2 separate regions of the Rattus norvegicus genome follow, and region 2 is linked to region 1. The links are chromatin contacts, called in public Hi-C maps. All regions are on one chromosome and are shown on one strand. Each heading gives the region's core, a stretch centred on a gene start, on an enhancer-like site or on the middle of the called end of the contact. The rest is flanking DNA. Distances are from core to core; before and after follow the strand shown. Region 1 has its middle 17 kb from the start of Arl11. Region 2 holds the start of Kpna3 (karyopherin subunit alpha 3).

The links. Hi-C and Micro-C count contacts between places; a contact is called where the count stands out from the background.
Region 2: a contact with region 1 is called in a Hi-C map of liver, with 2.2 times the contacts expected there. The contact joins the promoter of Kpna3 here to the enhancer-like site in region 1. A contact is called at or near these places in 7 of 12 Hi-C or Micro-C datasets (the A7r5 cell line, the Rat2 cell line, hepatocytes and 3 more).

Annotation. Positions count from the first base shown.
Region 1 is chr15:39,674,031-39,678,425 of GRCr8, reverse strand. No RefSeq gene overlaps it. Among named protein-coding and RNA genes, the nearest start is that of Arl11, 17 kb to the right of the region's middle. Within about 2 kb of position 1,860, at least 24 of the 93 cell types and tissues checked have an H3K27ac peak or open chromatin away from gene starts, as enhancers often do. A contact at or near this core is called in the A7r5 cell line, hepatocytes, kidney and 1 more, where this site is marked.
Region 2 is chr15:39,783,836-39,788,230 of GRCr8, reverse strand. It overlaps Kpna3 (karyopherin subunit alpha 3), which reads left to right and starts at 2,104. Exons shown (of 17, transcript NM_001014792.1): 1 at 2,104-2,179. The coding sequence starts at 2,111. It overlaps LOC120097005 (a long non-coding RNA gene), which reads right to left and starts at 2,653. Exons shown (of 3, transcript XR_005494002.2): 1 at 2,555-2,653.

The sequences.
Region 1 (4,395 bases), core at 611-3,110:
GGACCAGTATGACAAACTAACTTTTGGCTTCTTAGAGACTTTTCTGCACGTGTATTAGCTTTTGGGACTTTATGATCCTCTCTCCTTTGTCATTCGTTTTCCATTGGGCAAGCCACAGCTCTCCACACGCCACACAATATAGCTATGGGTAGTAAAGGCCTTCACTTTTGAGGAATGCGTTCCCGGGTTGGGGATTTGGCTCAGTGGTAGAGCGCTTGCCTAGCAAGCGCAAGGCCCTGGGTTCGGTCCCCAGCTCCAAAAAAAAAAAAAAAAAAAAAAAAAAAAAGAGAGAGAGAAAAGAGGAACGCGTTCCCATAGCAGAAGCTGGTTGGTTGTGGGGCAAGTGAACCATGCCACCAGACAGAAGAACTGGTAAGGTTGACTGAGCCCAAACCTGTGAAACTCAGAATTGAGAACAGGAGGTATGGGGCCAGCTCCCTAACTCTTACCTTCTTTGGAACACGGAACCCAGACCATGGCAATCGGTCACATAGCATAAAAACTTGAGCTTCTCCACACTAATGAGGTATCTAGATAGGCCCCGATGTTCAGCCAATGAGCTTCCGTTCCTGAGCATTCCTTCCGGCAAAACAGTTTGGACAAGCAAGGACCATCTCTTCATCAAGGGTCACCATGGGGGAGGCCTTTGGCATAAAGAGCTGCGCCGACATCTCCCAGAGAAGGCCTTCTTCTCTCTTCCGGCCCCTCCATACTCCGCACACACTCGGAACCGAACTTGGCTCAGCTTCCGTACACGGTTCTGCCTTCCCCCTTCCTGCTTGGCTCATGGACGTCCTGAAGGGAAGCACGGACCAGAGGCCCCCCATTCCAGACTCCCAGTGGTACAGCAGTGGCACCTCTGTGCACAGGAGACTGGAAACCACAGCAATCATCCCAGACTCTGCTATTCCCCACTCAGGAAAACATGGGCCCCTATTGCAGACTGTCTTGCCGCCCCTAAGTGGCATTCCAGCTACTCTAGGCATCCCGGCAGTGAGGCAAGACTCAGCCCAACAGTTGGTAGCAAGCATCCTTGACTCGTGAAGCCAGTTTCCTCGGATGTTTATGTGACTGGAGGAAGAAGACTGTTACTTGAAAGCATTTAGATGGCCTCTTTCCAACTCTGAAGGAGAGGCTCGGGTGCGGCCATTGTGCTGCAGTTAGATCCTGGTTCAATCCCCCCTCTCCCCGAAGTCTTACCCTGTCCACTTCTTGGAGTCTTTGTTTCTGTCACTTAAATAGCCCTGAGTATTGTCAATAGTAACTTTTGTACACACATCTTTCCAACTACACAAGAACTTTCCAAGGGCACACATGGAATTCTAGATTTGTGTTGCTTAAAGGGACTTTTAAAGTCCTGTTTACCCACAAGGTATCCAAGGGACACACGTGTTAGAGCATCAGTGAATTAAGTCAAAGTCCACATGAAAGCGTACCTCTGGAATTGATGGCGTGTGCCACCACAACCTGGTGTGGTAGCAGTTACTTGTAATAACATGGCTTTCTAGAAAACTCTCAGGGATTCCTGCATTTTCAAATACAATCAGCACTTGTCACCACAAATGTCTTGGTTGATGAATCCTTTTACTGAAAAGTCCATTAAAGATTTAATTTGCGTCTCATTTCTTGTCGGTGGTCCTGTGTTAAGAATGAATGAAAGTGAATTGACCTTTGACATTTCTTGCCTGCGTTTAGTTTAGAGGGGTGGGGGTGGGGGTGGGGGTGGGGGCGTTAATTAGAACTGAAAGCAGTTAGCAAATTTCCCCCAAGCCCACTGAGTGCCCAGGTCAAGCAAGAGCTGTCTCCATTAATTCTCTTCCTGTCCAGAAAAATCACACCACAGATACATGTGTTCCTTGTTAACAGCGACATCTGGTGGCTCCGGGTTAACAAGACAGGGCAGAGTGACTATGTATGGTTGTGCAGACCTGTCTAATACAGTGAAGCAGTTGCTTGCGACCTCATCCGCTGCCTTTCCCTGGAGCCTTCTTCCCAGATCACCCCACACCCACTTGGCACATTGGCTCCAGAGAGGTCAAGCTGGTCCTGCTGGCTCTGGACATTGCCCTTCTGTCTCTTAGCCTCCTGGACTGTAGGGAGAATGGCTGGTAGCAGCCTGGGTGGGGAAAAGTGACCGTAACCTCCTAGGTTTGTGCCTGGCACCACCTTGAACCAGGTCTGGCTGGGATCCTAGTGCTAGAAGGGCCCATGATTTACTGTCTCCCTGGGCAGCAGGTGGCCAGGGTATTTTTAGCATCTGGAGTTTCCAGGGCAAGGCTGGGGGAGGGTAGAACAGTGAGATCTGAGGACATTGGTTCTTTCAAGGTCTGATTTCAAAAACCTCCAGACAATAGGCCTTTCCCCGACACTCTTGGGTCTGGGTGTAGGGTGCCCATTGTAAAAGCCATGCACTCAGTGATTCACTTGCCTTTTCCATTTTTTAGGCAGTTTGTAAATGGAGGAGGGAAAGGGGTGGATTCGGGATGCCAAGTTGGCAGGCACCCAAGGAAGAAAGCCCAGTGCCAGTGCAGACCTGTCCCTCTTCACAGCACTTCTGTCGCTGTATTGTTCCGCCCTCATTAATCCCATGAACTCCAAGGATGATTATCTTTATTCTACCAAAGAACTTGGCAAGGAAAGCTAAGAGGCCTGCCTGCCTGGTGCTGTGGGCACGGGAGGGAGGATCCCCAGTTTCACTGCCACAGAGCTAGGGCCTAGCTGTGTGCTCTGCAGGACTGGATTGGAACAGCTCTGCCAAGAAGACCCTGTAAGAGGTCTGCTTCCCTTGTTCTTAGCCTCCTCCAGAATGGTTGGTACGGTGCTTAGCATGTCCTCCTGTGAGAATAAGCACACTAAAAACCCTCCCTGCACTGGCTGCCCTGCTTCAACTCACACACATAGTTACTTTCAGTCAGCCCACAGAACAGGCCCCGAGTGTACTCCATCACCATTGTCTTCAAGAGAAGGAGAAATCTCAGAGCAACCATAAAGGGGTGAGGGGTCAGTGGATATCTGTTCCAGGCGGGAGAGGACTAAGGGACAGTCCTAAATCCGAAGGAGAGGGTCCTTAGCCCTTGCCTGGCCCTGGGTGCCCTGCGTTCCCCCAGCTGGGTCCCCCAACACCACCTGAAGAACACCCACAAGCGATACCATTCATGGAAACAGTGGTAGGACCAAGAGGACCCCTCTCCCAGAGACTTTATGGTGCTGTGGCCCAGGGGAGTCACCATTATCACTTCAGGGGGCACCAAGAGGCAGAAGCTGGGCGCAGGCAGGCAGCTCTCATCCCTGATGTGGAGCCCTGGAGTACAGACAGACACCAGCAAGAATAAGGAACGTCTGGTATCCTCCCAGCCACACAAAGCTGGCTGCCCCCAACCCAGAGTCCAATACAGATGGGCCAGACATGTTTGTCAAGTTAAGAATTGAAACCCAAGACCCAGTGGTAATCGAGAGGGACTCCAGAAAGCCTTACCTCTATCCCTCCCTCCCTCCTAAGGAAGCTAAGATTGAGGACAAACGTCAGAGATGAGGATAAGGTTTTTATTGTGGGATACTCAGTAGGACAATGCATTTTAGTAACATGGAATGAAAGCGTGCTGGTTCCCAGGGATAGGACAGAAGTTGCTAGAACCATTGGTGGAAAGCCAGGACTCCAGGAAGGACCACATTAAAGAACAGAGAAAGTGAACAGGAGAATCCGAGGGTGGAGGCTAGAGAGATGCGCCGCCATTAGGAGCACATGCAGTTTCTGCTAAGCATGCTGCTTTTCTCTGTGTGCCGGAGAGCCACGCGCAGGCTCTCATGCTTTTGGGACAGGCACTCTACCCACTGAGTCGCCTTGCCAGCCTCCTTCATTAGCTTCTTTGAGGAGTCAGGCAACCGGGACTACCCCAGCTGGGTGGAGAAGTGTTAGTCGCAGGAAACCCCACCAGAGGCCCATAGAACTTGGAAACGGAAGGGAAAGTCCTGAAAAGAGGGAGTGGGAGACAGACAGTCACCACACACTTCACACAGTCTGTTTTACAGCTGTTCCCCCATCATGTCCAGACTGGTGAAGGGCTCTGTAACCTTGGATCCCACCTCCCTGCCGGATAGCTGCGGATTTCACAGCTAGCTGCCTCTGTAGTCCTTTAGGATTTCCCTCATCTTGTCTCAAATGTCACGTTTGTCTGTTGGCACTGAAGCCTGAATTAGACCCCACCAGCTAGAGGAAGTGTTGGTGATTGGCGGTGAAGGCATCAGAACACAAATCTGGGGATGTAGCTCCGCGGCTGGCAGAGCGCTTGCTCCACACCTGAACAAAACAAAACAGAGTTCTGATTCCTTTCCTGCTAATGCCAGTCATCATGCAGCGGCACTCAACTAGAGAGTGTTGTCAGTTCCCTGGTCCAG
Region 2 (4,395 bases), core at 855-3,354, 110 kb before region 1:
ACCAGGATCACTGAGGGCTTGAAGTCCAGTGAAAAACGGGAATGAATTTATTTTAAGAATAGAAAGAGGGCTGAAGAGATGACTCAGCGATTAAGAGCACTGACTGTTCTTCCTAGAGGTCCTGAGTTCAAATCCCAGTAACCACATGGTGGCTCACAACCATCTGTAATGAGGTCTGATGCCCTCTTCTGGTGTGTGTGAAGACAGCTGCAGTGTACTCACATATAGTAAATAAATAAATCTTAAAAAAAAAAAGAATAGAAAGAAAGAGAAAGGAAAAGGGGGGAAGGGAGTGGAAGTGGGTAAGGAGCACAACTAAAATAGTTAAAACAAAATAACAACGAAAAATAAAATACAGAGAAAAAATGCAGCTTTATGTTTTCCCTGAGAAAATACTTCTGGCATCAGTAGGGCAAAGATGGTCTGATTCTTTACTGTATTTATCAATTGGCCACAACTAGCCGCTCACAAAACAAATTCACGTGATCCCTTGGCCATCACAGGCCTTTCAGTTCCTAACTCTTGACTTTCAGGTTCCTCTTCTTCTGAAGATTTTCTTAACTGAATTCTTTATGGTGCATTTCAACCAAACTCTGACCGATCATTCCGATCGTATGTAGCATACCGCTGCACATAAGCTTATATTTGCTAAGATTCTTGTGGTCGTTTGAATAGGGATGGCCCCTATAGACTCATGTGTTTGATTGCTTGGCCCATAGGGAGTGGCACTATTAGGAGGTATAGCTTTGTTGGAGGAAATATGAGGTGGACATTGGGTCTCCTATGCTCAAGTTAGGTCCCTTGTGGACACAGTCACCTTCTGCTGCCTGCAAATTGAGATGTGGAACTCTCAGCTCCTTCTCCAGCACCATGTCTGCGGGCATACCACCATACTTCCTGCCATGATGACAATGGACTCAACCTCTGAACTGTAAGCCAGCCCCAATGAAATATTTTCCTTTATAAGAGTTGCCATGATTATGGTGTCCCTTTACAGCAACAGAAACCCTAATTAAGACAATTCTGAAATGTAATACTCATATATAATCTAATAAGGTTATCTTGCTGTAAAAACAAAAACAAAACCAACCAACTAACCAACCAAAACCAACAAAAAAACTGTTATTGTTCCAACAGGAAGCTAAAGGGAGTTGACAATCTGGAGTCTGCAGACTTAGGTCCTGAAGGCTACATTGTGTTAGGTAGACTAAAGCATCAGGTCATAGAAAGGTAGGGCTGCCAAAGTGAAGGTTGCACAAGGATGCTTGGAGAAATCAGGGGATGCTAGAACACTTTTTTTTTAAAATCAGAATTTACTAGGTACTGTTTTGATCTGACAGATTTTTGAGACCAACAGTGTCTCTTTTCTCATTGAGTTTAATAGCGGGTGCAGGAAGCAATCATAAACACACACATCACACTCACATGTATTTGTGGAGTGGAAACAAGCGTGCTATTTATAAAACCGAAGCAAAGCAGAGAACAGGGTTTGAGGGTGGCTGCTATTTGAGGAGACCCTAAAGAAGCCAAAAGCGCAAAGCACGCGTGGCCGTTCTTTTTCTAATTTTCGAAGCTGTAGAAAGCAAGGTGCGCCCCCGGAGCTCCGCCTCTCTCTCCGGATAGGCTGCAAGGTGCCATCTCCAGAGTTGCCCCGCCCACCAGCCCGCCCAGAGGTGGGGCTTCGAGCCCGCGCTCAGAGAGCGCCTAGCCGAAAGCGCGCGCACAGCCCTCCCGGCATGCTTCTCGTCCTCTCACACCGTGGCTCAGACCCGCGCCTGGCAATCTGGGAATTGTAGTTTGCGCCCTCCGCCCCGCTTCAGGGGTGGCGGTAAAAGCTGCTAGGTCGGGCTCCATTTCTAGCACATGACTAGCTGCTGTGGGGAGGCCCGGCGAAGGGGTGAGGGTAGGGTCAACGCGACAGCCGGCAGGCCAGCGCCCCGGCCTTCTCCGGCGCGCGCCTTTCCTCAGCGCCGCCCCCGCGCCGCGGCCACCTCGCGCTCCAAGCGTCACGGAGCGCGCGCTCCTCCCCCTCCGTCCCCTCCCGCTCGACTCGCCGCCGCCGCCGCCGCCGCCGCCGCAGGAGCAGCCGCCTCCGGAGCCGCGCGCAGCCATGGCCGAGAACCCCGGCTTGGAGAACCACCGCATTAAGAGCTTCAAGAACAAGGGCCGCGATGTGGAGGCGAGTGTGCTCCGCGGCTGGCTGGGTAGGGCGGGGAGGGGCGGGGGCCCGCGGCCGCTGGCTCTCGCCGGCTGGCGGTCAGTCGGAGTTGGCCGCCGCCTCGGGGCGCCGCGGCCCGGGCAGCAGCCGCCCTCTGAGCGGCTAGCGCGGCACCTGGGACCGCTGAGCGCTCGGCCCCGCTGCGCGGGCGCGGCCTGGCGTCGGAGGGGAAGGGATGTGGAGCCGAGGCGGGGTCCGCGGGCCGCGCGGGAGGACGGACCGGGATGCTGCCGCCCCGCGTGCCGACCGCACCGCCGGGGCCGGGCCGCCGCTCGTGTCCGCAGCCGGTGCAGCCTCCCGCGCTGCCGCACATGGAGCCTGGGTCCCCGCGCTTACCTTGTGCGAGCCGGGCCCAGGCGGGCGGTGGCAGCCCTCAGAGGGGGGTGGGGACCAGCCGGGTAACTGACTTGTTTGAGGGTGGTGGATGGGGGAGGGTAGGATGCGCCAAGACCATTTTCTTATATTCCAGTGCTGTCCTTTGGACCAGTCTTCCCGAGCTGTTGCAGCTCATACCCCTGTGACTGCTGGCATTTGGAGCGAGCTAAAGGTGGACAATAGTTTACCGTCTATTGTGTTGAAGCTTTGGGAAGGAGGTTGTGCAGACCTCTGATCTTGGGATTTTTTTTTTTTCTAAAGCACGTTTTGGAGTGGAAGTGTGAATAATAGGAAAATAATTTCTTTGACCTGTTTTGCAGAAATAAATTGGATACATAGATTCCTACGTCCTTGTGTATACCACATGCCACCAAGCTAGTAGATTTTCCAAGTGGTTGCAAAACTGTAAACATTCATTGTGGTCACTCAGTTTGCTGCTACTCAGCATGTTGCCATTGTCTCATTAAGGTGACATTAGCAGCTACTATTTGCAAACTCTGCTTATTGAGGTAGCGCTAGAGGTCTCTCTGCTCCTACTAAAACCAATGAAGTGTAATAGCACAAACTTCACTGGGACCCAACCTCTGGATTTGATGGGGGAAATAGTTTTGAGCCCATATCCTCTTCTCTATTCTAATAGTAGGTAATATGATTTGTATAGTCTAGTAGTCTTTGGTAAGAGGCTAGTTAGTAAATACAGGGTTTGGTTTGGTTGAGAAGCAGACGAACCTGGACCATTTTTCAGAGCTACAAAATTAATTATGAACTGGAAAGAACCTGGGGGAATATCTGTGGAATTCCCATTTGAGTGAGACTATAGGTTTTCTATCTCTGCCCTGATCACATTTAAGTTTCTTTATGAGAATTCCAAACAAAAGTGAAACCTAGCAAATGGAACATCCATCAGTCTGTTTTTTTGGTAAGAGTGTGTGTGTGTGTGTGTGTGTGTGTGTGTGTGTGTGTGTATGTATGTGTATGTGTATGTGTATGTGTATGTGGCGTGTGTGTGGTCTCTCTTGCTTTTCATTTGTTTTGTTTTTGAGACAAGGCTTTAACTACAGGGCAGGCTGGTTAAGCAGAGAGAATAATCCTGCCTCAGTCTCCCACGTGCTGGGATTACAGGTGTGGGCCACCACACTTTGTCCCACCAGTAATTGTTCTTGAGGTTGTCTCTTATTACTGTAAGCAAAACCTGAATAGTTTACGTGGATACTCTATTGCTTGTACATTCTTTCCTTTTCTGGATGTTGGTGTAAGTTTTTGTCATGATTCGTTTGAGTTCTGTGTCCTGTTTGTTAAATGATAACTAGTGAGGACTTCTGCATGTAATAGATCCACAGCAACTACTTGCTGCTTACTAGAAGGTGACAAGTGGCTTGTGGATACATGAAAAGGACAGTTGCCATTTTGTCGGGTTTTGTTTACAACATTTCATGTCCAAGCCTATGTCAGTATAACTAGGACATGAAATAGGCATTCAAATGGTAGTTCTTTGTGGCAGACACAAAGAACTATACATTGGTGTGCTATACCAAGAACATTTAATCCTCACCACTTAGAAGTGGTGCATTCCTTTACTAGAGAAGAAGAATTCTTTTTTTTTTTTTTTTTTTTTTTTTTGGTTCTTTTTTTCCGGAGCTGGGGACCGAACCGAGGGCCTTGCGCTTCCTAGGCAAGCGCTCTACCACTGAGCTAAATCCCCAACCCCAAGAAGAATTCTTCGATATAGAATTGCACGTTTCTGTAGCGTGCTGGTAACATCTGAGAGCATTCATTTGCTAAGTGACTATTGGGTGACTAGT